Linked DNA regions of Mus musculus: region 1 is linked to region 2. Evidence: chromatin contacts called from public HiChIP or PLAC-seq data. All regions are on one chromosome and are shown on one strand. The core of a region is the stretch at or near the end of the contact, and the rest is flanking DNA. Distances in the headings are between cores, read along the strand shown.

What was found. HiChIP or PLAC-seq counts read pairs in DNA pulled down with a chosen protein or histone mark.
Region 1: an H3K4me3 HiChIP or PLAC-seq map of embryonic basal ganglia shows a contact between it and region 2, with 2.7 times the contacts expected there. The contact joins two enhancer-like sites. A contact is called at or near these places in 2 of 15 datasets of contacts at CTCF or cohesin (embryonic stem cells and stem cell-derived epiblast-like cells) and 2 of 115 datasets of contacts at active chromatin or transcription factors (embryonic basal ganglia and stem cell-derived neural progenitor cells).

Annotation. Positions count from the first base shown.
Region 1 is chr9:69,843,608-69,846,307 of GRCm38.p6, forward strand. No RefSeq gene overlaps it. Among named protein-coding and RNA genes, the nearest start is that of Gm51684, 35 kb to the left of the region's middle. Within about 2 kb of position 1,379, at least 6 of the 459 cell types and tissues checked have an H3K27ac peak or open chromatin away from gene starts, as enhancers often do. A contact at or near this core is called in embryonic basal ganglia, where this site is marked.
Region 2 is chr9:69,516,533-69,519,232 of GRCm38.p6, forward strand. No RefSeq gene overlaps it. Among named protein-coding and RNA genes, the nearest start is that of Mir3109, 61 kb to the left of the region's middle. Within about 2 kb of position 1,304, at least 34 of the 459 cell types and tissues checked have an H3K27ac peak or open chromatin away from gene starts, as enhancers often do. A contact at or near this core is called in embryonic basal ganglia, where this site is marked.

The sequences.
Region 1 (2,700 bases), core at 129-2,628, 330 kb after region 2:
ACAGCCACGTTCACTCTGATGAGCCAAGCAGTTGGAATTTTGAGAAGTTTTGAGTGTTTGTCCTGGTTGAGCTTTCCAAAGCCTCGTGCAGGCTGTAAGTTGCAGGAGTACAAAGTCCCTTTTCTGGGTTGCTTTAACTTCATAATGGGCAATGTGGTCTTCATAAAATGTCTTGTCCTGAGTGTGTCAGGGCTAGACACAAACGCTATGATGTCTGGTTTAAATCCTGGAGATATCTTTTCACTTGTGCTGAGCTGGCCTCCAGATGGGACTGCCTGGCTAGAATGCAGGTTCTAAACACCACTCAGAACATGGAAGGAGAGAAAACAGAGTGTCTACAATAAATATTGCAACCAATTAGGCCTCATCATGGTAATTTCTCTGGTGTTGTAATGTTTGTTTACTGGGGTTTGTGGGGAGAGGGCCGCCCTGAGATGGTAAGGGTTTGGCTCCATTCTGCTGTCACGTGGGAGCGTTACCAATGGAGAAGCTTGCTTCCTTGCCCAGGAGACCTCCATCTTCATCACAAAAGACGCTGAGAGACTTGACCTCGACGCACTGCTTGTCCACATTCTGAGGAGATGCCCATAACATTTCTGAAAAAAACAAACCCACACATTAATATTGCTTATTTTCCAGTGGGGATAAATAAATGAGGGCCTCCAAGCCCTCCTTAGAACAAGCTGGAGTTAAATAACATTGCATGGTTTTTTTTTCATTTTACTGTGATGAATGCATAGCTATTAAATAACCTTTTAAAGGGTTGGTGTAATTATCTGTAAACAGTAATGTTATATAAAAAAAAAGGTCAAGTTGTCCCGCCATTAGGTGTTTATGGATATAAACCAGATTTATGTTTTCATAAAACAGGAGCTGACTAACTAGATTAACTCGCCACAAACTAAACCAACTGTAGTAATATTTAGACACAATAAAATGCTACCAATTAAAACAATTTTATTTTTTTGTGTCATATTGATTCATAGCACACTCAAATGAACCAGAGACCTTAAACTCGGAATGGTTGGCAAAAAAGACATCCACGGCTCCACATTATTACCAACAAGAAGAGCCGTTAAGTGAGAAAGCTGTGCAATAGTATGAATATTTAATTAATAATTAGTCATGTAATTTCTCCTCAGGAATTATTATCCCTCAAACTGGTTTGTGAATTTAATTATTAGCAGGCTTTTTGTTTCCATGTCCCCCTCATTACTGTCAGGATTGATGTAACACAAACTTCATTAAAAATTAAAGCGAGAGTCTTAATTACAAGGCTACCCCGACTGAAGTTAGAATTAGCCAAGCCAGTGATGTGCAAATGAGCGCATTATTTAAGAAGCATGCTGCAAGTACTTATGCTAATGTAGAAGGTTCCAGTAGCAGACCTTTTCGCTGGCAGTTGCATATTCATTAAATGCAGTATGCAAATTTAATGTAGCAGTCTTAGTAATGCGTTGTTAATTTATTCAGATTTATTGAGTACGACTTGTAAAAAAAAAAAGTACAAATTTAATTACTCTATCTAGTAGGGATGATATTAGGAGCTAGCCGGGGTTTAAAATGTTGTGAACTGGATTACTGCAGTTTGACGGAAGACGTGGTATCAAAGGACACAATTTTGATAACTGGGCTTGAAAGAATATTTGATTTACTTATGGAATGATCTAAGAAATCACTGAAATTGCACATGTTCCTTCCCAATAGGGGAGTAAAAAAAAAGTCTCGGCTGTATTAACTTTAGAGTGAGAGCGGAGCTGAGTCCACAGCCTAATGGTCCTAATGACTCTACGGAGACCAGTAAAGGTTATGGATTGAGAGCGGCGGGGAGGAAACTGTCTTTGTGGAAAGTTCATTGGTGGTCGCCCCTGCAATGAGCGACAGGAAGCCTGGCTTCGCTGTCCTGCTAAAGGGAGGGAAGGACTGGGGTGTCCCGGCAGGGCCTTGTCTTCATCTAGGGTGGGTGGAGGGTGGAAGATGGAGGGTCCACCTTCAGGACACAGTGTTCTTTCAAAAGGATGTGTAAACCACCCTCACACTGGGCACCCTGTCCACACTGCCACAGTGGACACTTGGGAACCCACCCTTCGTACACCTTTCATCTCAGTCTCTGGAAACCCGGCAGGGTGGGTTTTCTTATACACACTGTACAGGTGAGGAAACTGAGGCCAAGATGAGAAAAAGAAGGCATACAGAAAACAGAGCCCAAATTTAAGTACAGCTAGTATCCCCACCAAACCAGATTCCCACCTCCTCCCTTCTATCTCCCATTCCTTGGCTCTTCTTCATCCTTTTCCACCCCCCGCCCTTCCACACACCCCACCTTTACCTCTTTGGGGTCGGCACCATTTGGCATCAGCAACCTTTCCCTTTACTTTCAGAAATCTCTTTCTTCTTCCAACTCCCTGCTGTTGTTTCTGTTCTGCCTTCCATTTCTTCATCCTCCCCTCCTTCTCCCTCCCATTCGTTCTGTCTCTCCCTCATTTTTCATATCCCCATCCCCTCTCTCCTTTCTCTCTCTTTCCTCACACCCCTCTTTCCTTCCTTTCCCCCTCCCTCCTCCTCTCCTTTCTATCCCCCCTCCTCTTCCCCTCTCTCTATTCTATTGCACACTCTTCCATTCCGGCTTCACTTCCAGAGACACAGAGATGTGCACACTGAATTTGAAAACCCAAGCGGCTTAACCTCTTTTGCTCTGGA
Region 2 (2,700 bases), core at 54-2,553:
CATACTGCAGGGATTACAGGCCTGCACTATCATGCCTGAGTTATTCTTGTTACTGTGACAACAAGGAACAAAGCCAGGGTTTCTACATTCCCAGAATCATCTTACTTTGAGGCAGAGTTTCCCACTGGCCTAGAACTTGCTAAGAAAGCTAAACTGGTTAGCATGCAGGCCCCAGAGAGTCTCAGTGCTGGGATTGCAAGCATATGCCACTATGCCACTATGGGTTCTGGAATCAAACTCAGGTCCTTACCCTTGCATGACAAATTGATTGAGCTCTGTCTGTCTCTCTGCCTCTGCCTCTGTCCCTCTTCTTGTTTCCATCCCTCCCTCCCTCTTTTCCTCTCTAGCTCCAAAGACAAATTCTTTTTGGGGGGGAGGGCTAGATGAGCTATTTAGTGTAAGTGGAATGTTCTCACAGTAGGAAATAATGTATTCGTGTGCAAGTGGGTGTCTATGGCAAGCGTATCTCCAACTCAGGAGCCTCGTTGTGTTGTTTTACTTTGAGATAGTGTCTCACTGGCTGGCTTGGGGCTCACTTGGAGATCAAGCTGTCCTGGAACTCCCAGAGATCCTCCTGCCTCTGCCTCCCAAGTGCTAAGGTTAAAGGGGTGTGCCATCACATCTAGCCTAAGTCTCTTTTTTAAAAGAGCAGCTAAAATTCCAAGGATGCTTTCTCGAATCCTCTGGGCTTTCTTGCTCTTTCTCTGAAGCAAACCTGCTTCCATCCTCCAGACCCCAGCGCAGCTGCTGGCTGACCACCACTGCTGAGCTTTCTTGCTTTGACCATCCTTGCTTTCTCGGACCCTAACTCTAAAGACACGGTTCTCCCTTATCTCCATCTACCTTCCAGACAGCTCCTCCAGATAGATTTTTCAGCTTGCTGGCCATGTTGTTTTTCTCTCAAATTCGAACACAACGTTCCTTGAGCTTCCGTCTGCGTCCATTTTAAATTATTTTATTAAGGAGACTGAGAACCCTACAAAAGGGACCCCCAGTTTCCCAGTAACACTACTAGACCAGAAGTGAGCAAGCTCTTCCTCGGAGATCAAAAGTGCTGAGCCTGCAGAATCTCTGGGCCCGGATGGGCCTTCTTCCTACTTCTGACGCTCTCCTTGCCCCCACAGGCAGGCAGTGCTCAAGGGAGCAGGAGATGGCAAGGTGCCAGGCATGAATAATGAATAGCACCCTCATTTCCATCCGTGGGTTGGCTGTTTACACACCACATTGCAGGAATCTGGAGCCTGAGGAAATCTGACTTGCAGCCGGCTCAGGCTCCCCTCCCTCCCGTGTGCCTAGCTCAGGAAAAGGCAGAATTGTTACCGGAAGACCATCTGGCTCCTTCGCATGCGCTTATTAGGAACAGCAGAGATGGGTCTGTTACGATGGGAAGGCATCTCGGGCACAGATGCTGAGTTGATGTGTAAAATATGGCTTCCGGCCAACACGCTAATCAGGAGCGCCTCTGAAGTGCTTCCAGTCGTCTAGATGAGGTGGCTCCGGCTCTCGTGTTGTTTGTACAAGCTGGTAGTTAGAGGTGTTGTGTACAAGATATTTGTAGTCATAATTTTCTCCAAACAGGTTAAGGCAAACACGATGAGAATCAGCATATTAATGTGCCATGTTTCAAATTAGAATCATAAACACACTTTCCTCATTGGAGGCCTAATCTGCTAAGAAGAAGCCAGATGTTTAATGACGAAACCATTATTCAGGAGGGCCCATCCACGTAAAACAAATCGTCGTCGTTGTTTACGTGGAAGGGAACACCTGCCTCCTGCCAGGAACTTGGACAAACTGCTTGGAGTGGATTCTTGCTTGCGTTGGATTTTCGAGTCTTTTGCGGTTGTTTGAGAATCCTTCCAGAAGAACTGCTCAGCAAAGGGGGAAGTCGTTCAGACCAGCGTATTGCATTTCCCAGTGCAGAGGCAACCTCTGGGGATGGGGTGGGGGGTTGGAAAGAGGTTGAGCTAAGAGATTTTGGGGATCCCCTCCTTTGCTGTAAAGTCCCCCTTGTCCTTCATGGTTTTGCTTCTCAGCAAAGAGCTCGGGAGGGACAGGGCTATGAGTAGCAGCCGAGTCCTCCATCTGCATCCAGAGCTTGCTGACGTAGAACCAGGTTTACGTTCTTCTCCTCCAGGGAAAGCCAGCCCACCAGGACCCCCTCATCTTTAGGGAGTCACCGACACCCTCGAGGTACCAGGAATGGATCACTTCTTTCCCATGTCCCACTCCACTGTCCTGCTGTCCCCTTCCATCTGAAGTTTCCCCTTCCCCCTTTCTTCCTCTTCCTTTTTCCCACTTCCTGCCAAAAAATGCATCTTAAAGCTGGGTGTGAAACCCTACCACTTGTGGGACCCAGGCAGGAAGGTAATGAGGTCAGCATGGGCTAATAGTGACCATCAGCTGGTCAGAGCTATATGGCAAGACTCTAAAATGTACAAAAAGGAAGGAGTGTGTTCAGTTGCTTACTAGGCCAAAGAACACACACAAAAGCAGGTTGGCGTTGCCAGGTCAGAAACTATAGGTGATTTTACAAACCTTGATGCCTTTGTGCATCTTGTCTTAAATATCCAAAACACTCCAGAGCTATTTTTAGGAGTTCCAATTTATTTATTTTTCTAAGTTTGTGTCAATAGTGGTAGATTTGGGGGGACCATGCACAAGAGGCTAGTCCCTAGCAAGTCCACCAGGATGTTTGAC